Regions from separate parts of the Mus musculus genome. Here regions 1, 3, 4, 5, 6 and 7 are each linked to region 2. Evidence: chromatin contacts called from public Hi-C and HiChIP or PLAC-seq data. All regions are on one chromosome and are shown on one strand. Each heading gives the region's core, a stretch centred on a gene start, on an enhancer-like site or on the middle of the called end of the contact. The rest is flanking DNA. Distances are from core to core; before and after follow the strand shown.

What was found. Hi-C and Micro-C count contacts between places; a contact is called where the count stands out from the background. HiChIP or PLAC-seq counts read pairs in DNA pulled down with a chosen protein or histone mark.
Region 1: a contact with region 2 is called in an H3K4me3 HiChIP or PLAC-seq map of embryonic stem cells, with 6 times the contacts expected there. The contact joins the promoter of Itga5 here to the promoter of Atp5g2 in region 2. A contact is called at or near these places in 2 of 39 promoter capture datasets (liver and pre-B cells) and 3 of 115 datasets of contacts at active chromatin or transcription factors (embryonic stem cells, microglia and stem cell-derived neural progenitor cells).
Region 3: a Hi-C map of uterus shows a contact between it and region 2. The contact joins the promoter of Tns2 here to the promoter of Atp5g2 in region 2. A contact is called at or near these places in 2 of 39 promoter capture datasets (liver and pre-B cells), 1 of 484 Hi-C or Micro-C datasets (uterus), 1 of 115 datasets of contacts at active chromatin or transcription factors (memory CD8 T cells) and 1 of 9 other capture datasets (liver).
Region 4: an HNF4G HiChIP or PLAC-seq map of pancreatic cancer cells shows a contact between it and region 2. The contact joins the promoter of Krt8 here to the promoter of Atp5g2 in region 2. A contact is called at or near these places in 3 of 115 datasets of contacts at active chromatin or transcription factors (epiblast stem cells, extraembryonic endoderm stem cells and pancreatic cancer cells).
Region 5: an H3K4me3 HiChIP or PLAC-seq map of embryonic forebrain shows a contact between it and region 2, with 4 times the contacts expected there. The contact joins the enhancer-like site here to the promoter of Atp5g2 in region 2. A contact is called at or near these places in 4 of 39 promoter capture datasets (the 3T3-L1 cell line, cranial neural crest, embryonic stem cells and 1 more), 2 of 484 Hi-C or Micro-C datasets (the N1E-115 cell line and forebrain), 11 of 115 datasets of contacts at active chromatin or transcription factors (the NIH/3T3 cell line, VIP interneurons, differentiating embryonic stem cells and 8 more) and 2 of 9 other capture datasets (adipose tissue and liver).
Region 6: an H3K4me3 HiChIP or PLAC-seq map of bone marrow-derived macrophages shows a contact between it and region 2, with 4 times the contacts expected there. The contact joins the promoter of Zfp385a here to the promoter of Atp5g2 in region 2. A contact is called at or near these places in 1 of 39 promoter capture datasets (pre-B cells), 4 of 115 datasets of contacts at active chromatin or transcription factors (bone marrow-derived macrophages, extraembryonic endoderm stem cells, large pre-B cells and 1 more) and 1 of 9 other capture datasets (pancreatic islet).
Region 7: a contact with region 2 is called in an HNF4G HiChIP or PLAC-seq map of pancreatic cancer cells. The contact joins the promoter of Copz1 here to the promoter of Atp5g2 in region 2. A contact is called at or near these places in 3 of 39 promoter capture datasets (the 3T3-L1 cell line, cranial neural crest and hippocampal neurons) and 6 of 115 datasets of contacts at active chromatin or transcription factors (differentiating embryonic stem cells, embryonic stem cells, epiblast stem cells and 2 more).

What each region holds. Positions count from the first base shown.
Region 1 is chr15:103,365,162-103,368,277 of GRCm38.p6, forward strand. Itga5 (integrin alpha 5 (fibronectin receptor alpha)) reads right to left here and starts at 1,630. Exons shown (of 30, transcript NM_010577.4): 1 at 1,139-1,630. The coding sequence starts at 1,365.
Region 2 is chr15:102,669,705-102,672,673 of GRCm38.p6, forward strand. Atp5g2 (ATP synthase, H+ transporting, mitochondrial F0 complex, subunit C2 (subunit 9)) reads right to left here and starts at 1,343. Exons shown (of 5, transcript NM_026468.2): 1 at 1,314-1,343. Mir688 (microRNA 688) reads right to left here and starts at 2,162; the gene lies at 2,088-2,162.
Region 3 is chr15:102,101,380-102,104,206 of GRCm38.p6, forward strand. Tns2 (tensin 2) reads left to right here and starts at 1,555. Exons shown (of 29, transcript NM_153533.3): 1 at 1,555-1,782. The coding sequence starts at 1,708.
Region 4 is chr15:102,003,083-102,006,077 of GRCm38.p6, forward strand. It overlaps Krt8 (keratin 8), which reads right to left and starts at 1,260. Exons shown (of 9, transcript NM_031170.2): 1 at 816-1,260. The coding sequence starts at 1,157.
Region 5 is chr15:103,298,720-103,301,829 of GRCm38.p6, forward strand. It overlaps Copz1 (coatomer protein complex, subunit zeta 1), which reads left to right. Exons shown (of 9, transcript NM_019817.2): 9 at 1-1,146. The coding sequence ends at 21. Among named protein-coding and RNA genes, the nearest start is that of Gm41406, 9.8 kb to the left of the region's middle. Within about 2 kb of position 1,687, at least 115 of the 459 cell types and tissues checked have an H3K27ac peak or open chromatin away from gene starts, as enhancers often do. A contact at or near this core is called in VIP interneurons, differentiating embryonic stem cells, embryonic basal ganglia and 3 more, where this site is marked.
Region 6 is chr15:103,338,633-103,341,375 of GRCm38.p6, forward strand. Zfp385a (zinc finger protein 385A) reads right to left here and starts at 1,454. Exons shown (of 8, transcript NM_013866.2): 1 at 1,415-1,454. The coding sequence starts at 1,424.
Region 7 is chr15:103,271,487-103,274,205 of GRCm38.p6, forward strand. It overlaps Copz1 (coatomer protein complex, subunit zeta 1), which reads left to right and starts at 1,402. Exons shown (of 9, transcript NM_019817.2): 1 at 1,402-1,455. The coding sequence starts at 1,438.

The DNA.
Region 1 (3,116 bases), core at 380-2,879, 700 kb after region 2:
TAGGTGGAGAAACACCTACTGCTGTCATCAAAGGGGTTCAGGAATATGGCATCTGGGGTCCCTTAGCCCAGCAGTTGGGACCGTCACTTTTCTCTTACTTCCAGACCTCCTCTCCTTATTTAAACAAACACGTTTGTTTCAATGTGGCCTCTAATTTTCCCAAGCCTCTGGGCACCAGTCTAGGTCTGCTTACTACCCGGAAATAAGGATTCTCCATAGAGATTTTCAGGAACCTTCGTTCTGATGCTCTTGGGCCCAGAGAGCCTATATCTTTCTCAGCTTCCGACCCTAGTCCCAGAAGTCTGAGTTCTACTACAGCCGACAAGCTACAGGAAATCAGCTTTTCTCTTCCTCCCAAGAGCTAGAGCAAGAGGGAAACCGCCCACCCCCCTTCAGGCGCGCGCACTCACACCCCTCCCGACACATCCGTGCACCGCCCTGGATTGATCCGGCCACTAGCCCTAGTACCCCCAGTGCCAGGGTTCTGGGATTCTCCCCAAGTTCTTGGATCTCTTCGCCTGAAGAGACTGGGGGTGGGAGGCAATTCAGGAGAATGAGGAGAAAGGGGAGGGAGCCTTCGTCTTCCTCCCGGGTCTTTCCCGAGTCTGAGTTGATGGGGGAGGGGAGGATGAGACTGGCCCCCACATAACCTTCCGACCCTCTCAGTCTGTCTTTCCTCTTACGGCACACGCTTACCCAGCTCCAACCCTCTCAATAGCCCCACCGAGGATCTCGAGGTTCTTCCACTGCCTCCTAAGGCCCTGCCCGGCCTCCGCACCCCCCTCGACTCCCACCCGCCACAGGTCTCCCGCAGCCCACAGATCGCCAGAGACCCTAAGCTTTCTGCGCCCTCTCCTCCCGGTTGGCCCTTAGACCCTGCCTGTACTTCTCCAGCTTCTAGATTCGGGTCCTCTCCTCATGCCACACAAGTTTCGACACCGATCTCACACTCCACGTCGGCCACGGTCCCTCCCTGCTGCAGCGCGGGCCCCCAATTCTAGCTTGGGCCCCCAACTCAAGTCTTGGTCTTTCCAAACTCCGCCCTCCAACTCAAGTCCTGGTCGCTTCCAGTCCTCGGCGCGCCCCCAGTTTCCAGGTGGCCCCCTGCCCGCTTCCCGCCGCCAACCTCGCCACTCACCCGTCCCTTCCCGGCCGGTAAAACTCCACGGAGAAGCCAAAAAGGGAGCCGGGGGGCCCGGAGAGCACCGCCGGGGCCTCCGCGTCTAGGTTGAAGCCCCCAACCTGGAGTGGTGGCGGCCACAGTAGCAGCAGCAGAGGCAGCAGCGGCGGTAGGCGTCGGGGCCCCCAGCGCAGCAGCACCGCGTGGAGAGGAGATCGAGGCGACCGTGGCGTCCAGCTCCCCATAGTGCCCGCTCTTCCCTGTCCTGGGGCCACCGACCCGGAGCCGCTTCCTAAACCTCCCAGAGGCGAATGACTCAACGCGGGGAGGAGTTTGCCAAACTCCCGGCTGGGCCCTCCCCCCGGCCGCCGGGCCGGCTGGCGGGGGGGCATTCCTGGGTCCCGGGGACGCCGAGGCCGCGCCCCGCACCCGAAGGGGCGTGGGGGGCCGCACCTCTGAACCCTGGCTCCGGCCCCAGCTGGAGGCCGGTGGTCTGGCCTGGCTCAGACTGGGCGGGCTTGGGTTCTTCGCCCTCCTCTCCGCTTCCCCCTCCTCCCTCCCCCTCCTTTCCAGATGTACAACGTAAACGCTCGGAAAAGTAGTCGGAAAAGGGAGCAGAAAATTTCCTAATGAGGAAAGGAATCACCTCTGGGGGGCGGAGGGAGCCTGAATATTGTGTGTGTGTGTCTCCCTCATTTCTTCAGGAAAAAAACTTTGGGGTCGAGAGACAGGGGACTCCTCTGGCGTCCGGCCAACAGGGATTCCCCTTGCCTTCCGGGGCCACTGGGTGCCTGGGTTCTGGCCAGCTAGATTGGGACTCTGCAGCCCAGTCACTGAACGCTCCCCAGACAGCCTCCTGGGGTAGCTTCGTTGGCCTCGGGAATTCCGCGGCTGCCCCTCCCCAAGCTGATAGAGTGGAAAGCATAGGACTTTTGGGGTCTCTGACACAGGAGCATTGGGCTTTATTTGCTAACGTTGGGTTTGGAAGTCTCTGTTCTGGCCCTTTCTTGGATTTGATACCTGACCAAGTGGCCAACCTCTCAATTCAGTTCCTTCATCAGATTGCCTGATTTCCTGGATAAGCCCCAGAAAGATAAGTGATGGGTAGCAGTTGTGATGGTGGTGGTGGGGAGTCTTCAAAGGGAACCAACTTTCAGCTTCTGTTGGCCATCTGAAACCCAAGACACTTGCATTATTTGTGTAAGTAGAGGAAGGGGTGGTAGTAAGTGAAGGTACCTTGTTAGCCCCTAGCTCAGGCTGTGTGTGATGAGATCACCTTTCAGGATTCTGGTCTTTATCTTAGTCTGGGGGGAGGGGAGAGAGGCCTACAGTCTCCCCTAATCCCCTTTGCTTTCTACTCCCTTCTCAGCCTTTTTCCTCCAGGACTTCTCCCCTTTCAGAATAAGGCCCACAGAGTAAAATCCTGCCCTCTTCTTGCCCTTCTCTTTTGACCCGTTGTGGCCTGAGGGGATGCTGAATAAAAATCCCAGAGTCATTTTTTTTTTTTTCCTGCTGCATGCTTCCTCTCATCTGTTACTCTTACTCTGCTTTCTGTCCTCAGTCACCCAGCTAGATCTTCAAAAGCAGATCTCCAGGGCCAATTGCAGCCCCAGAGAGAGGCCAGCTGAACAGACTACAGCCTAACCCTGGCTCCATTCCACTTTCACATCTGCAGGTCCTGACCCTTCGTCAGGTGGGAAACATAAGGAATCTGTGGGTCAGGATCTGAGGCAAGCAGTACCCAAAGTCAACCTCTGGTGTGATTGGCCAGGGGGGGAACCCAGGTGAAGAGGAGAATGGACTTTTATTTACTGTTTATAGACATTCATGTGAGGCTTGGGTCCCACATGTGTGAATCCAGCCCTCTCCTTTCTCAGCCCAGACTTTTAGATTTTTTTCCCAGGATTTAGGAGCTGGGGAGGAAGGGGGGAGGTATACAGCTAGGGAGGTGTGTGACTCAGATCCTCCCAGGAGCCTTGGTGGGGGACAGGGGACA
Region 2 (2,969 bases), core at 93-2,592:
GCAATCAGAGTCGATGAGCTTCAGGTCAGTAAGACATCCTGTCTCGAAAGGTGAGGGTGGAGTGGAAATGCCCCCCACATTAACCTCTCAGCATGCATGCATACATGTCACCATACACGTGAATAAAGGGAGGTCTGAAGTTAGGCATGGTGGTATGTGCAAGTGATCCTAGCACTGGGGAGGCTGATGCAGAAGGATCATAAATTTGAGGTAAACGTGGGTTAGAGTCAAGAAGCCAAAATAAAATGGAAGACGTTTTTCCAAAAACAAGTTTTAACATGGTAACTTATAAAATGTAGTTCTGGCAATACTCTAATTACTGCCCAACCCACTGCTTGCTTGCAGAGAACTCAGTAAACAATTCTTAAAAAAAAAAAAAAGTAGGGGAATTAAATTTAATAGTTTACAAACATATGGAATAGTATAATCTGTTGCTGGTGTGTAATAAACCCAAGCGTATCATTCGGCGAGCCCTTCCAGTGGTCACTTAATATGGGCAAGCCCACACCAGAGCAATGAAACCCTCCACAATGAGAATTCCCCACTTAACCATTCCGTTCCTTAAACCTTCCCACTAGCTGGCAGGTATAAATTCTAAAGCTCGTATTGCTCCCATCTTCTGGGCTTGCTGCCTAACAGAAACCTCCATTTCCACCATTTAAGATTTTATTTCTAACTTCATTAGTATGTCAGGGCCTTCATTAGAGGCAACCAGTTTCTAAGGGAACAGGCCTCGCTCAGGCCTCACTCCTGCCACCTGTGCACAGGCCGGTTAGCCTGTTCTGTTACTCTCTACCACGTTCAGTTTATTTCAAACTGAAGGATGCTGACTAGGGAGATGATGGCTTTGGACGGTGAACTAGCTTGACTGCGCCAGAGGTCCTGAGGTTCAAAGTCTGCAAGCTTCAAAAAAATAAAAAATAAAGGCTATTTTGATTCAGGATGACAAGGGGAGGCAAAGGTAGGAGGGGAGAGTCTGGGGTCATGACAATGGTGAAAGGCGTGTGGGTGAGCGAAGAGCACCCATAAAAGCCTTGGTTCGCGCCCGGAGAGAACACGCTCGCCAGCATCTGCCTTTCGCCGGCCGCAGAGCCCCCAACCCCCGTGAGACACCCAAGATGGCGCCAGGCCCGCGCGGTTAGAGGTCATCGGCACGAGGAAGGGGTAGCCCTCCGCGTGGGGATGCCGGGACCGCGAGGGCTCAGGGACCCGCGTGGGAGCTAGCAAGGTCAGGGCGGCCACGCGTCCTCGCAAGGGGTACTGCTGCGCGCGCCTGCGCGGCACGAAGAGGACGCGAGGCCTCAAGGCCTTACCTGCTCCCAGGGCAGAGAAGACAGAGAGGGGCGGGGGCGCGGGAAGCGCGAGGGAAGGCTCTGCGCATGCGCGGCCGGAGCCAACGAGTCGCTTTTCTCCATGGATAGAGTGGACACAAGCTAGAGGATCGGCCGGGACGCCACAGCTCCCTCTGCCAGGTTGGTGGTGTCTTGGGGGACAAGCACTCCACCTGGCGTCCAACAGGAGAAACTGCAAAAGGAGCCCACCGTGCACGGAAGAGCCGCCAACTCTTGCTGATCTGCAACGTGGTGGAACTGTGGACTGCACAGCATTTTTGGAGTCTTGGACTCGAGTCCCCTTTCCGAGCATGCGCAAAGTTAAGGAAAAAAAAAAAAACCAAAAAACACCCTACCCAGTCTACTCGGAAATTGTTTATAGCATACAGTAGGGATTGGGGTTCAGTGCCTAAAATGTAGCAGGGGAAAATAAAATCACAGAACTCTTGGCTTCTTGTCACCCTCAGGACACTGGCAACGTTGGGTGGGAGATGGGAACTGGCCCAATGCTATTAGCAAAATGCCATGGCAGTTTCTGCTTTAACTTATTTTTATTTTTGTTTTCCCTATCTCGTTGATGAGCAAAGCATGAAAAAAACCCAGCATCTTCGAGTCATAAGACTGGGGGGGTAAACAAGGCCTGATTCTCCCTTTTGTGAGTCCTGGGATCAATTAGGGATAACCGCACCTGTGGCCTGCAGTAGGGGTGCGAAGTCACCCCAGGCGACCAGTTTACCTCCTGTCGGACTTGCTGGGGGGCGAGCTGGAATAAGTAGTCGCCTGCGAGGTGCTCTCCCCAAGCAAGCCCCTACTTTTCTTCACTGCCCTTTCGCCCGTCCCTCCCCCAGTGGCGGTGGGCGGGGGCTTTCCTGCGCTAGTCCTGGAGCAGGCCTTTGTGTACACGCAGGAACGCACGAGCCTAGCAGACGGCTGCAAGGCTGACCCAGCCCCTTAGCCCGGCTGTCCGGTTAGGGTGCTTGGACGCAGCGCGAGAAAGACGGGAAGAGCTCACCAAACCCCCATAAAAAAATAAAAAGAAAGCCGCGGCTGTAAATAAAGGCAAATCCGCCACCCTCTGAGGGGCCGTTTGTCCTCCCCTCCTTGGCCCCGTCCTTCCCGCCACCCCCTCCCGGCCCCCGGCCCCGCGGCGCCCCGGCCCCAAGCTCCTCCATTTAATCGGATTTGGGAGAAGGGGAGGATAAATCACGGCAGCAGCTTTACGGTCCCGGAGGAGAGGCGAGCCGCAGCCAGGCACACCCCGGCCGGCGATAAAAACCGCCGCTGAAAGCCCACGGAGCAATTTCCCGGGACCCCGAGCGACGCCATTACAGGAATGTAATTTTGCCCGGATGAGGCCCCGAGTTTAATTATCCTCGCGGAGGAATTTCAATGCGGCCAATCCATCTTGCAGGCGGGCGGCAGAGGGATTTATATGGGCCCGTTATTTCACACCGATCCTCCATCTGCATTTTTATGGCCCTGAGCTCCTGAAAGGGAGGGAAAGTGTGGGGAGAAATGGAAGAAGAGGGTGGAGGACTCCCCGCCTTTCCTAAACCTTGGATTTCAGCTGGATTAGGATGCTCGCAGGTTCTCCTGAGGTCCCCAAATCTCCCTCCAGTGCCAGTTGTTGACCTGGGC
Region 3 (2,827 bases), core at 305-2,804, 570 kb before region 2:
CCAACTAGACACTTAACTTTCTAGATCTAGGTGGGCAGTGTAAGTTCAGTGAGGGCAGAGGCTGTTTGGGAACCTGTTCCAGAGGAAAAGACTTTCAGTCCCACCAGAGGTTGCAGATGTAGGCCCATGTACCATAGGAGCAGAGGGGAAAAAAAATTGATCAGGGGAGGCGCTGCAGTGATCCATCTTCCCCAGCAGGGCTGGGTGCGGAATCAGGACAGCCCCGGTTGCCCACCTGGCCATCGGCCTGGAATGTCCTGGGACACAGCCAGAACTCAGGTGGGGATTGCAGAGCCAGGGGCCCTCTCCAGTTACAGCACGGTGCCCCACCCCTTGCCACTCACAGGGCCTTCTAGCCAGGGTACACTGGCAACGATGGGCTTCCTAGAGAACAGGCATGCAGCGGGAAGAGGCCTCAGACTCTTCAGTCTGACAGGTCTTCTGAAGGATCCCTGGGGAGGACTAGAGCAGCCCTTCATCTGTCAGATGGGCGTGAGGCAGAAAGAGGAGAGTCCTGTGGGACCCTGCAAGAGGTGCCAGAACTGGAGGAGTTGCACTGGGACATTCAGTAAATACCATGCAAATGAGGGTGACACGGTGTACATTCTTTCAAATGACAGCTAGCTACAGCATTCCAAAGGCTGCTGTCTAGAGCTTGGGCTGGGAACCCCCAGGCTGTTGACCCTTGTTGTAGGAAGGTTGTTCCATCCTTTCCAAGGGCCCCATACACCTCCTTCCCTTGACTCCTGGGACAGGAAGTTGGCCCTATTCCCAGGAGGGAAGCAGGAGGCCCTAGAGAGGGTGGAGTATGTGTTGGGAGGGGGCCTCCTGTCCAGTCCTCGGGTCCAGTGACAGCCACAGAGGAAGGAGAGACAGGCCAGAAGAGCCATGAAGGTAGCGCTCAGATTCTGGTGGGCGGGTGGGGTCCCCAGTAGAACCTCAGGTGCAGGATCTGGGAGCTAAGCCAGGAACTGTGGGTTGTATCTGGAGAGGAGCAGCTGGGGTGTTCAGGAGGAACCTCCAGTGCTTTGGGTTACAGCAAGATGGACCATTCCTGTAAGCCCTTAGCCCTTCCCGCTGGAACTTGGCGTTGAGGAGGGTACTATAAGATCCTTCTCCCGTCTGACAGGGAAGTTAGCCCTCATCCCTAACTTTCTTTCACCCTGAGGATGTGGAGTGCTGGGCTGTCAGGGGTACTGGTTCCCAGCAACACTCCCTTCCCACAGGAAATCCCAAGGGAGCATGAGGGTTCAGGCTAGAGACTGGCCGGGGACACAGTGTTCTCCACTGGCCCTTGAGCCCTGCCCTGAGACCTGAATTCCCACCCTGTGCCACTGGCTGATTCCAGGGCTGGATCTCAGGACTGCAGACCCCCTGCACACAGTGGCCCACTGGGTGGGAGGCAGCTCCAGAGATGGGGAGAGCCAGAGATCTTAGGCTGACACTCCCAGCAGGGTAGATCCTGGGAATCTGATCTCCTGGCCTCCCCCACATCCTCCCCCACCCCACTTCCTGGAGCAGCGACCTGCCCCCTTCCCGCCTGCACTTCCCTCCACTTCCAGGGCCAGGCTTCTCCACACACCAGCCAGACAGCCTCCCCTCCACCCAAGGGAAGCGGCTGCCTCGGCAGGCTGCTTCCAGGAAGCCCCAGGCCAGGCCCCAGCATTGTTCAGGCCCTGCAGCCAAGAGTCCAGCCAGCCAGACACCATGAAGTCCAGCGGCCCTGTGGAAAGGTTGCTCAGAGCCCTGGGGAGGAGGGACAGCAGCCGGGCCACCAGCAGGGTAGGAGTGCCCACCAGCTGGGCAAAGGTGGGGCAGGGTGGAGGTGCGGACAAGGCGGGAGGGCCAGGATTCAGGCCAGACCAGACCCTCTTCCTAGTTTCAGCCTCTTCTCCTGGCTGGCTCAGCATCCCCCTCCTCTTTCTTTCGCCTGACCCCCTGAGGTGGCTAGGGTAGGGTAGCAGTGTGATTCTAGCATCTGTTTTGACTTCTCTGTGTATTTCCTGGCTTGAGCCTGGATAGGCCCCGAGGGTTCAGCTAAGAGCTCAAGCCCTGACCTCCGGGGGAAGCTTGAGGGAAAAGGTATGGGAAGAAGGCAATGAGGGAAGGGAGGGTGCCTTCTACTGACGTCATCTGCACACGACGTCATCATCCACAAGTGCGTCCAAGTGTCCTGGTGGGTCTCGCCCCCAGTCGTTAAGGGACCAACGCTGCTCCCATGTTATTCTCCTCTTCACACTACGGTGGGCAGATCCAGGGAGAGGAGGGGACAGCGGGAGCTTGAACACACAGCGGTGAAGAATGTGCAGTGGAGTGGTGGGAGGAGTGAGGGAGATTGTCCACAGACTCTAGATAGGAGGGATGAACTGGGGTGGGAGGGGTCAGAACTGCAGTGAAAACTTGCAGTGAGTAGGGACTAAGGGGGACCTGGACAACTGGTGGCAGCCCAGCCAGCCACTGACCTCACTACCTCTGGGTGGGGAGGGGGCATCCGGAGAACCTGGCCACCCCTGTCATAACATGCAGAGGCAGCGAGGCAGCTGCCTGTGTGTCCCCACTGCTATTCCTCCTTCCGAGCGAACGTCTTAGACAATTGCTGCCTGCCGCCTCAGTGCACAGAGAGTAAACATGTTGTTCTGACCGTGGGGGAGGGGGTCATATTAGCTGCCTGGAGCTTGGGGACACTGAGAGCCAGGGGCTCAGAACTGGCTGCAGTCAGTCTGGGTATTATGTGATAGTGCTTGTGTGTCCTGGCCGTCAGCTCACAGTATACAAGCCTCTTGTGGGGAGGGCAAGATGGGAGGAGAGTCAGACCCCCCACTCTGCC
Region 4 (2,995 bases), core at 10-2,509, 670 kb before region 2:
TGCCACAGGACTGCAAAACCTGGCCTGGCTTTCGGCTTGCAAAGGAACCAGGCAGTTGGGGCGGAGCCACCGTAGAAAGAGTGAAAGGGGTACAAGGGCCAAGCTCGCAGAGGGGCGTGGGTAGGCCGACGCTATCTGAGGCCATAAACTCCGGTCTTAACAGGTCGTGAAACAGGAGCGGAGTGTCCAACGCCCGCAGACTTTGAATCTCGCACGGGCCTTCCCGAGGCGGAGCCCTGAGACTCACCCTCCCCTCCACCCCACCCCACTCCTGGTGGAAGGGCAGACCCAAGACCTCCGCCCTGGCTCTACAGCGGCCCCGCCCACTGGAGCAGGGCAGGGGCCGAGCAGTGACTCAGCCTGGAGCCCCCACTCTCTAGCCTTGGGCACCAAAGACCTCCATATGCGTTTGTCGGGTTCAATCAAGACACCTGAAACCTTCTAAAATCCTTACACCGCCCTCCATTATTTAACAGGAAGATAGAAAAATACACAATGCACGGGGCACCATGAGGAAACCTTGGGGCAGTTGGGGGCGGGGGGGCGAGGGGGCGTCCCCGCCACCAGAGAGCAAAGCCACAGGGAAGGGACCAGGCCCTCCAGTGAATGGGAAGGTGCTCCAAGATTTAGTCACAAGCACTTCAGACCCTCTGGGCCCAAGCCAAAGGGTATGAGAGAAGTAGAAGAGAGTGTGGCCAGAATGGGTGGGTCCCAACAGGAGCTCATGGGGGGTGCGAGGAGAGATGTACGCATCTCTGTGTCAGCAGAAGAAAGAGCGAGCGCAGGACGGTTAGTCGGGAAGAGAGGGGTCTCACCTTGTCAATGAAGGAGGCGAACTTGTTGTTCAGGGATTTAATCTGCTCCTTCTCCTGAGTGCGCACAGCCTGGATGTTGGGGTCCACCTCCAGCTTCAAGGGGCTCAACAGGCTCTGGTTCACCGTGACGGCTGTGATGCCCCCGACACCAGCCCCGCCAAAGCCGCCCAGACCCACGCCGGTGCCCATGCTTCCCCGGAAGCTGCTGCTGCTGCTGCCCACCCGGGAAAAGCTGGAAGAGCTGATGCGGGCACCGGGTCCACTCGTGAACGAGCGGCTGCTGAAGGCCCGGGGACCGGAGGTGGACATCTTGTAGGATTTCTGAGTCACCCTGATGGACATGGTGAAGTCTGGAGCGAAGGCAGTGAGCTGAAGACGGAGGTTCGAGAGCGAGCTAAGCAGCTGCTTCTAGACGGTGGGACAGCGCCCAGCGAAGGCCCTTTATAAAAGAAGAGGCCAGCCCCAGGGGAGGGAAAAGGGCCTCTTACCTGAGTGGCTAGACACTAGAGGGCAGGGCCTAACCCAACGTCTGCAACCTCCAGACGGGACTCAGGTGAGGGCAGCAGAGAGCTGTTCCCACCCGGGATCCCTCTCCAGCCCCACCCTAAAAATCCAGGAGAGAGCAATTGATCCCTGTGAAGGCAGGAAGTGAGCCTGGGATCTCTGACCTAAGCTGTCTTATCTCCTGCCCTCCTGTGAGAACTACTTGGGCTGAAAGGGTTCCCAGGCATTTTAGTTTAAAACACTGGGTCTCAACTCAACACAGGCAAGCTACTAGAACTCACTAGAAGTTGAAACTCAAGGAAGGTCGGAAGGGCCCTTCCTCGGGAGTCACGTAACAGATATGCTGTAGGTTCTCCACCAGTGGGTTGCAATCCCTCTAGGGATAGAGCTATGTTTTCCCAGAGGTGACATATCAAATATCCTGTGGTTCAGAATCTTGGGGGGGGGGGGTCACAACCCCTTTGGGGGTATAAGTACCCTGAAGCCTAACCAAAGCCGGCACCGGCCTTTACCAGCCAGCACTAGGACTGAGGGTGTGCCTCATCCACCACATCTCTGGCTGGTCTCTCCTAATACCTCCAAGAGACCTCCTTTAGGTGGAGCTGGCCAGGCTGACCAGCAGGGCCCTTTCGTTCCCAAGCTCCTGTTTGCTTTGTCTGCCCAGGTTACAGCTAACACCACTACCCCACCCCGCTACCTGTGCAGCATCCTGCACCCATAGGCTGGCAAAGGGGGGTGGGAAGGTAGGTAGATATTTGAGGAATGAATGAAACACAGGCTTCTAGCTGTCTTCTCTCTTGTGCAAGGTAAAGAGAAATCAAACGCAGCTCTTCTCTCTGGACACAGCACAGTATTCTCCTTTCCTACCCAGACCCGAGAGAATTCCCCAGACCAGACAGAGGCCTCGAGGAATAACAAAGACTGAGGGACAGAGGCCAAGGCAGAAAAGGGAGACCCCAGAGAATAGAGGCACAGGGGCTTTGTTGCAATCGCTTCTTTGGAGACACCTTCCCCAGGCTGCCAGGGCAGTGACTCATGGTGCCTTGGAACGGGATGGCCCTGCTGGTGGTGACTCATTCTCCAGCCACCTGGACCCTTCTCCTCTGCCCCCGGCCCCAGGCTGGCCAGATGTGATGAGGATAGTACCCTGTCTCCCTGCACCTGTCTCTCTGAACTCATTATCCCATTATCAGAGTGAGTCAGGAGAACAAGCTGGGGCACAGCCTGCACCTGTGAGAGGTTGGAGACTGGGGAGCAGAGCAAGGCCCTCCAGGCCTGGGTGGAGCAAGCAGGCAAGAGGTTTGGGTCCCCAAGGCAAAGATTCCACCTGCAATTAAATTACCTGATGGGTTGGGCTCTCTGGAAGGCACTTCAGGGTGTGATGTGGGGATTGGGTGGATCTCAATTAAGGAAACCAATAGATGACAGATATCCAAATTCCCTGGGGAACTGGGCGGTAGCAGACACCACCCCATAGCCAGGGAAAAGAGTAAGCACCTACTAAGAGAACTGTCTATGGATTCCGCCCCCCTAGGAGAAACACCCAGGACTGCTCTATGGGCACATATAGGCAAAGGGACAGAGACCCAGGATGGGCACATATATGTTCCTGCCAAAAGGGACAGAGACCCAGAAAGTCACCCCTAGAGACACACAGACATGTTCCTTCCCTACAC
Region 5 (3,110 bases), core at 437-2,936, 630 kb after region 2:
AAGTGGTCCCTCCTTCGGTGAAAGTGTTCTGAGCCCAGTTCCTTGCCCCTCAAAACCCACATCTGCTGTGACTTCTTATCCAGGCCCCCAACTTATGTCCTTAGGGTCATCTTGGAGAACCACAATGGATTCTTCTGTCTCTATACTTTCTGGGGTTCTTTCCCCTCCCTCTCATGAGAGTAAAGTCCCCAGCAGATTTGAGTGAGTCAGGGGAAACACCCTCTTCCTACTTACACTTGTCTCGCCCACCCCCCATTCTCTCCTTGGTTTCTTGGCCCTTTACTGTGGCTGTACTTCAGATCATCAAAGCAAGAGAAAGAATGTGCTGAGTGTTTTCTTCCCTGTGCCTTAAGGGCCCTCATCCCAGCAGCCCATATAGCCAGCAAATGGAGGACTCCTAACTTCAGCACAAGTGGGTTTGGAGTGGCAGAGGCCATACTTTCTTTGCCTCAGCTTCTCTCCTTCCTGCTGCCCTATCCTCTGCCTTAGAAGAAATGGGAACAGCTTGTAGGGAAGGGACAAGCTGCAGAGGAACAGTGATTTAAAGGCCCTTGGAGCTAGTCCCCTCAGCCTCAACTTTGATCTGGCCTTTAGCCTCAAAGCTGCTGTACCTGCACATGGTCCTGAGAACATCTCTCTAGGCCTGTACCACACCTCTCTGCCTGTAGAACCTGTGAGATCATTGCCTGTGGCCTCTGTCACCCTGGAGCAAAGCCAGACCTTGGAACCCAAACTACTTTAGTCCCTAGAAAAGTTTCTGCTCAGAACTGAGGATGGAAAGAGCCGTAATGACGTTGGCCTTGCCGTGTTCCTTCTCCTCAGCGCCACACTCACATATTTCTCTGCTTTGGTTCTACAATCTGTTGTTGAGTTCCCCCTCTCTGCATCAGTCTTCCCTGGAAATGGAGGACCTGGTGCAGTACCTTTCCTCTGAGGCTTGGATTCCCGTTCTTGGGTGTAATGTTGCTCCCTGATCCCATATCCCTGTGAAAATGACTTAGGAAAAAACGTTTCTGAGCAAGCATTCTGGCCCATGCACTGGCTGAAGTGGGCAGACTGGAGGCGGCCTCTGCAAGAAATGGAGTCAGGCGAAGTCCACCTTGTACGCTGCTGTGCGGCTTAGGAATAAAGTGAATCTCTTCCAAACTGCCTTTGTGTGATGGCTCTGTTCCTCCCTTTTTTGGCAGCTATTCCTGTTCCTCCAGCCACCACCCCCACGCCCCCGCACCCCACCTCTTATAATATTTCTTCCTTTCTACCTCAGAGACTCCCCAGCAGTCCCCCCTACCCCTAATTTACAGGGCTGTTTGCCTCCTTGGCATCTCTAGTCCCCTCGCCTGGAAATTGGCGCCAGGGGTGGGGTGGGGATGGTATTTTCTCAGTGGGAGACTCAGGGAACTGAGTTCTCCCCCACACACCCCCAAAGCCAGCTGCCTGCTCCCGCCTCAGCCATTAGTAACCCGGAGACGCGCACCTGCGTGGAGGCTCTCCTCCAGCCCCTGCTCCCTTCCCGCACCTCCCACTCCTCCGAAACGGCGCTGAGCGGGTTATTTATCGGAGCCTGCGCTGCTCCAGAAGGTCAGGACGGTGGTGTAAATAACCTCTTCTCGCCATTTCCCCATCCCTCCAGAGCCTGCTCCCCTCCCCCTTCTCTACCTTTATTCGCACAAATGAATGTGGCTGGGCTGGCGCAGAGCCTGGCCCTGCATCTTAATGGGGCGGTGAGCTCACAAGATGGATTTAGCTGGGGGTTTTATGGTTGCTGCGGCGACAGGAGAATGCTTTGGTTTTCTTTCCCCCTTCCTCTGCAGGATTTTAAGGAGGGGGCAATGCGGGGACTCCTCCTCTCCCCTGAGATTTGTAGGGTCTCTTCTATCACCTCTATCTACTGTTCTAGCATGGGTCTGCAAACCTAGGACGGACAAGGAAAAGGGGAAGGAGGGAAGCAGAATGGGAAGAGCCTCTGCAACACGGGATGAAGCCTATGTATGGTCCTCCTTTTATGGAAACCTTAGGCACAGCAGCTGTGAAGCACCTGGGCCCAGGATCCCTCTAAGCAGATAGACAGCTGAATGCTGGACCACTCCTGCCTGGGGCCCTGTACTGGAAGCTGGAGGCCTGGTGGGAGAAGAGTTATGATGCCCTCTATCTTTGCTTGTATGGTCTGTGAGAGGCAGTGCCCAGCTTTATATAGCCCAACCTGCTCCTCATGGCCTGTATATCCTTTGGCTTGGGACAGCAGAGTTAGAACGGAGTTGAGGCCTCTTCCGTGAGCAGATATATCAACAGGAGCGTAGTTCTTTCCGTTTGAGTTCTCTATGCTTGTTTCTCCAGCCTTCTGTTTCCCACCAAGACTGAAGTTTTGGTGCCCTGGCCTACCCCGTCCTCTGGTGAGCAACTTTCATTTGGGACTCTGCAAACCCATCCTTAGCACTAACTAAAACAAAAACAGCAGTGACTTGGACTGTCTGGTTTGCCTCCCCCTCCTGTTTGTGAACCTTTCCCTCTTCCCCTGGGGATTCTTAGGAGGCCCTCCTCCCTTCTTCCCCTTGGCTGGGAAAGAGACTACAGCCTGAACAGTGCCAGACACCTGCCTGCCAGATGTGGCGATTCCCCATGCTGCCCCTACCCCACTGTCTCTCTTTTCCCCACCCCACTGAGCTCAGGCAGAGGGAGCCCCCCCACAGAGTGATTTACTGCTGCAGTCTCTTCCTCAAGTGCCCCTTCAGGCTTCTCTCTCTCTCTCTCTCTCTCTCTCTCTCTCTCTCTCCCTCTCTCCCTCCCTCCCTCCCTCCCTCCCTCCCTCCCTCCCCTGGTGCCCATGCGTGCTCCCTCTTTTCCCACCATGACCAGGCAGCTTCACCCCATTCCGACTGCAGGACCCTTTGCTGGGTGAGCTCTAGCTCCCTCTTTGACCAAAGAAGGAATGGGTGGGTGAAGGGTGATGCCCCTGCTACACCCCAGGAGAGAAATGAGCTGCAGGACTGAGGCCTGCAGCAGACAGAGCTGATGCCATCCTCTATGGGGAGAACTGGAAGAGAGAGGCTAACATGACCAGAACACAAAACCAACATTCCAGGGATAGGCAGAGCCTCTAAGGAGTTTCTAGT
Region 6 (2,743 bases), core at 204-2,703, 670 kb after region 2:
GCAAGCAGGCTATAGCCGCTACAGCTGGCCCAGGATACAGCTAGAGTACAGGAACACAACGGTAGGCAGAATGTGGAGCCTGTGTGTTAGGGTCCTGAGTCTAAACTGTGTTGAGGTGTCTCCCGGAATTAGAAGGCAGACCACCTACTAGAGACAGCCTTGGGGCAGAGGGATTTAAATAGCTATGATGGTTGGCCAGCTGGAGGGAAGCAAGGCATAAAAGTCGTGAGAGAGGCTGAGACCACACAACAGCTAGATGGAGGAAGGACGCAAGAGTGGAGAAATGGGCTAGGAAAGATACACAGTCACTGGAAAGAAGAGAACACAGGCAGAGAGTCTTGGGAGAGGGATGAGGACACGGGATATAGTTCAGCATAAGCACAGAGCCAGGTGTCCTCAGTGGGGGCAGGGAGACCACAGGTGTCTGAGAGTGGTAGGGGGCTTCACAATAAACAGGGCCCTGGAACCGGCCTAGCCAGGGTGGAGGTCAGAGGTCAGAGCAGGCCCTGCACTGCTGTGGCAGCAGGGTTGAGGGCAGGGGCTGCTGCGGAGTCCGGAGTACAGCTAGGCCCTCTCCTCCCCCATCCCTGGGGCTCCCTTCCCGATGTAGGTCATGAAGATGGGGTGGCCAAGGCTGAACGGGCTGGCTGTCAGAGCCCAGCGGGACTTCCCTTCCCCCCACTCTGACTTTCCTTCTCTCCTTGGTCTCCTGTAGCCCCCGACCCACGGCTGGGGTGGAAGGGAAGAAGGAGGAGAAGAAGAAGGGCCCAGGCAGCCGGCGCAGGGAGAGAGGGGCAGGTCCCGGCGTGTCGGGGCAGGATGGCTGCGGAGACAGGATCTAAGCCGCAAGAGCCCGGGATGGACAGTTTCCCACCCGCTCTTCTACCCAGCCCCCTTATCTTCACCCGTCAGGTTCCCACCTCCCACCACACTCACCTCGAAGCTACACCCAGCATCTTCTTCCTCCGCCCCCCACTTCCTCCTTTCCCTCTTATCCTGGGCCCAGAAGGCTGTCGGAGTGGCTAAGCCAAGGGTGGGGGAAGGCGCTGGAGGTGACGGGTCAGAACCTTTACTCCAACTCTACCAGGCCAGGACCAGCCCCCTCCCACAGTCTCTCCTGCACTGTCTTATAATATTCATGAGCCTCATGAATACGCAATGTTCTCATTATGGGGCGGGGGTCTCGCTCTCTCGGCCTTCCTTTTGCCCCTCCCTATGTTACCAGGAGAAACCGCAGCTAGGGGAAGAGAGGAAGAGGGGACCCCAGATGTGCAGCCAGATGAGGGGGGAGGGGGAATGAGTGGCAGACCGGCGGCCGCAGTCACCGCGGTGCCGAGGTGAGGGAGGGTGGGGGTTGGTGACCCAGTGAGAAGGAACCAGGGACCCGGATCCCAGAGTCGTGGAGACCACTCACCGAGGATCATGCTGGGGACCCTGGCTCCCGGGGTTCCGCGTCGTTCTGTCCCGGGGGCCGTTCTGGTCGGACTCGGGGTACAGGGGGGAGGAGTCGGGGAGGAGCAGGGGCGGGCCGAGGCGGAGCGGGGGCGGGGCCCACAGCAGGTGAAGACCGGAGGGGGCACCCTGGCACCCCGGGCTCCGCGAGGGGGCGTCCTGGCAGCCTCCCGCTTCCTCCAGCCTTTCAGTTACCGCCCCCAATCTCTGGGTTTTAGGATGTCGCTTTAGCTGGGGCTGGGGAACAAGATGGTGTGAGGTTATTGAGGAGGCTGGGAACTAAAATGCCTGGGTTCCTGAGTGGCTCAGTCTGAGGGCGGGAAGACTCATTCTCAGCTGATAGAGGGACAGGATCCTAAGTGATCTGGGGAGGAACAGAGCCCGGGTTGAGTGGGATAGTGATGCCCCTCTAGAGCAATGGGCTGGGTGGGCCCTGGAGGTGCAGGGAGGATGCCTGGGTCCTACTTTGTTCCGCTTCGGAGCAGGATGTCGAGACTGACTATCAGAGGTGAGTCGTGGTTCTGAAGATGGATTCGAGGTTTATCTGACAGTGTTCTTAGGGGAAGCTAAGTGAACAGATTGCATTCAGTGGTCCTGAGGAGGCAGAAATTAGAAGCTTGCAGTGGTGATTGCTAGGCTATTTAGAAGATGACAGAAGGTCAGAATCAGCGAGGTTCAACCTTATAGAGATGTCCTGGACTGAGCTGGGGAGGAGGGGCATTTATCCCGGGGTTAAATGCAGGACACCTTACCAAGAAGAGCTTTGATTCAGGTGGCAGGGGTGTAAGAAGGCTGGGGAGACGTTTGAGAATGGGATGTTCCTAAGGCAAACAGGAGGAAGCTGGAGTGTGAGAGTCGGATAGGTATCTAGGGAAGATGCAGCTGCTACAGCCTGAACCTGTCTGTACCTGCCACAAGAGGGAGGGCAGCAGGCAGAGTTCCCAGAAGGCCAAGCAGCCAGCTTTAGGCCAACCCAGCCAGAGGGAGAGGGGGTGAGACTGGGAATTGGAACACTCATGGTTTAGGGAGGGTGGAGGCAAGAGTGAAAAGCGGGGTCATGAGTGATAGGATTGGATTCAGAAACTTTGAGGAAAGGAGGGCATTTCCAGCTTCTGGCGGGAAGTTGGGGCTTGATTGCTAACTCAGGTGCAGGAATTTTAGATTTGTTCCTACTGTGAGCCTCAGCAATGTCTGCCTTCCATCTGTGAAAAGCTGTTTGCAATTGCCAAGATACTCCAGCTCAAGGCTAGGTGAAAGATGGGTGCCGGCACCCTAGTCTTTGAGTCCTGTG
Region 7 (2,719 bases), core at 152-2,651, 600 kb after region 2:
CAGGAACTACAGGAACTCAGGCAGGGCAGGAACCTGGAGGTAGGAACTGATGCAGAGATCACGGAGAGGTGTAGGGGGGCCAGCCCTGGTAGGGTCAGGTACTGAGGTGGGACACAGCATAAGATGGAGGTCAAAGGCTAATGATCTCTGGCCTTGTAACTCTTATTGTTCTGGGGGTCAGAAGCTGATAGCTTTCTTTCCATTCGCTCTAATCTCCAATGCCTTGATATCCTATTTCAAATTGAACCAAAGTGGGAAAACGTTGTCCATCAAAGTGCAGGTCTCCTGTACTCAACTCCCAGACAGAAAGTGGGCAGTGGGCAGCAGATTCTCTGAAGCTGAGCAACGGGGCATAGGAGCTGGCAACTGAACTCAGGTCTTCCACACGAAGAGTATGAGCTCTTTTTTTTTGTTTTTGTTTTCGAGACAGGGCTTCTCTAAATAGCCCTGGCTGTCCTGGAACTCACTTTGTAGACCAGGCTGGCCTCAAACTCAGAAATCCGCCTGTCTCTGCCTCCCAAGTGCTGGGATTAAAAACATGTGCCACCACTGCCCATCGAATATGAGCTCTTAACTACCGAGCCATATCTCCAGTCCCCACAGTTTTTTTTTTTTTTTTAAGTAAATTACATTAAAAATATTGAGGGGGGTGGTCTGGAGAGATTGCTCAGTGGTTAAGAACATTGGGTGCTTTCTCTTCCAGAGGTCCTGGGTTCAATTCCCAGCAACCACATGGTGTCTCACAACCAGCTGTAATGAGATCTGATGCCCTCTTCTGGTGTGTCTGAAGACAGCTACGGTGTACTCATATAAATGAAATAAATAAATCTTAAAAAAATATATATTTATTGGGTATGTGTGCATGCCACACGTGTATATCCTGGGATATACTTCTCGAGACCTTGGTTTGTGTAGTTAACGCTTGGCTGCCTATAGCTAACTTGGTGAACTTTCCGAGGTTGTTGAAATGACCCAAGGACACTACAGCTGTGGATATCCTAATGGTGGCGATGGGAATCTGTATTCGGGTAGGGCTTCTCAGCAAGGCTAATGTTAAGGGCTACACATAGCACCCCCTATAGCGAGTGCGAATTGGAGGCTGACAGAATCACGTGGCTTCCTCCTACCAATAGCAAAGTAACAATCGCTTCCTCCGTTCCCCATGGAAACAACACCGCCCTCAATGATCCTCCCGCCCCTTCAGTGCTGAGGTTTTGGCCTTTCATTGAAAATTCCGGGTGACAATCTAACAGCTGCCTCTTCTGGCTGGACAGTTGGCTTCCGTGAAGCGAGTGACTACGCTGACTGGTCAAGACGCGAAGGCTGGCTCATCTTCACCCAATGTTGCCTCTTTGAGGCGGGACCTAGCGAAGACTCAGGGCCAATCAGCGGTGACGTCGCTTGTGCGACTCCACGTCGGCAGCAGCTACGGGCAAGATGGAGGCGCTGATTTTGGTAGGAGCTGGAGGGCCAGTGGCTCCGTTGTGGTGTCCAGGGGGTCCGGGAGGTGGGGCTCATCAGCTGGGGCCGGGAGAGGGTTCCGGGCAGGCCTCGGGGGCCAAAGCTCCCGCTATCTGTGCAATGCAAGTGTGGCCTACAATGGGAGCTAGAGCCGCGGTATAGAGTAGGAAGCCTTGCCGGCAAGAGAGCAGGAGTCGGTGGCAAAGTTGAAGAGAACATGCAGGGTCCTTAGGAGAATTCTGATTGCGCTGGAGGGGTGTCTTTCAAGTTCTCCCCGATGGTTTTTGTTGTGGATCATACCTACTTGAGTTTCCCCAAACCCTCATATTCTAGTCCCCCAAGTTGCAATGGCAGAAGAGAGGTGTTTTGTCAGTCCCAGATCCTCCTGGTGGTGGTCAGAATTCGACTACCTTTTGGCAATTCCATGTCCTGTTCCTTTACAAAACTTGTTTTTATTTTCCTGTTAATCCTTAGTATGTAATTCTGTCATGATTGAGAGTCAGCATTCCATCCAGGTTCAGGAATACTTGGTAGAGCTAGTATAGATTTTGGAATATCTTTTTCTGACTCCTTATTCTTCTCTCCTACTCTCCCCTCCTTCAGACTTTAGGAACTCATACTGTAAGATCCATTTCAGCCTTCTTGCTTACATGAGAATTGTGATTATAGAAGTGCATTTAACTCTCTTGTCCCTTGATCCTTTCTGCTTGTTCTGCCCCCTAGAACAGGATCAGAGCATTTCTTTCAAGACACTGGCCAGCAGTTTAGAGACCCATGAGTCTGCCTACCTGTGTCTGTGTGTTAGTGTAGGAATTTAACTCCCAGCTTCTTTCCTTTAGTTGGACTCCAGGATTGTTTCTAAGAGTCTTCCTTAGCTCCTGTTTTCATTTATATTCCTTGTAAGTGTACATATCAAACTCTTGTCAGTAAAAGAAAAAAAGCTTTTTCTTCTTTCTTTCTTTAAAGGAAAAAAAGTTTTTTGAGACAGGGTCCCTCTCTACCTTTCCCTTTCCTGATGCCCTAGCTACTCATTATGTAAGCCATGTTGGCCTCAGACTCACAGAGGACCACCTACCTCTACCCTCCAAATTCGGAGACTAGAGGTATGTGCCACCACATCAACTTGTTTTAGTTTTCTCACTGAGAGTTTCATGTAGGTCTGACTGGAATCAACTTTGCCACGTAGCCAGGGCAGACATCTATACTCACCTGGCATTTATGTGGGAATTTGAACTTTGGTTTTCTTATTTGTATGACA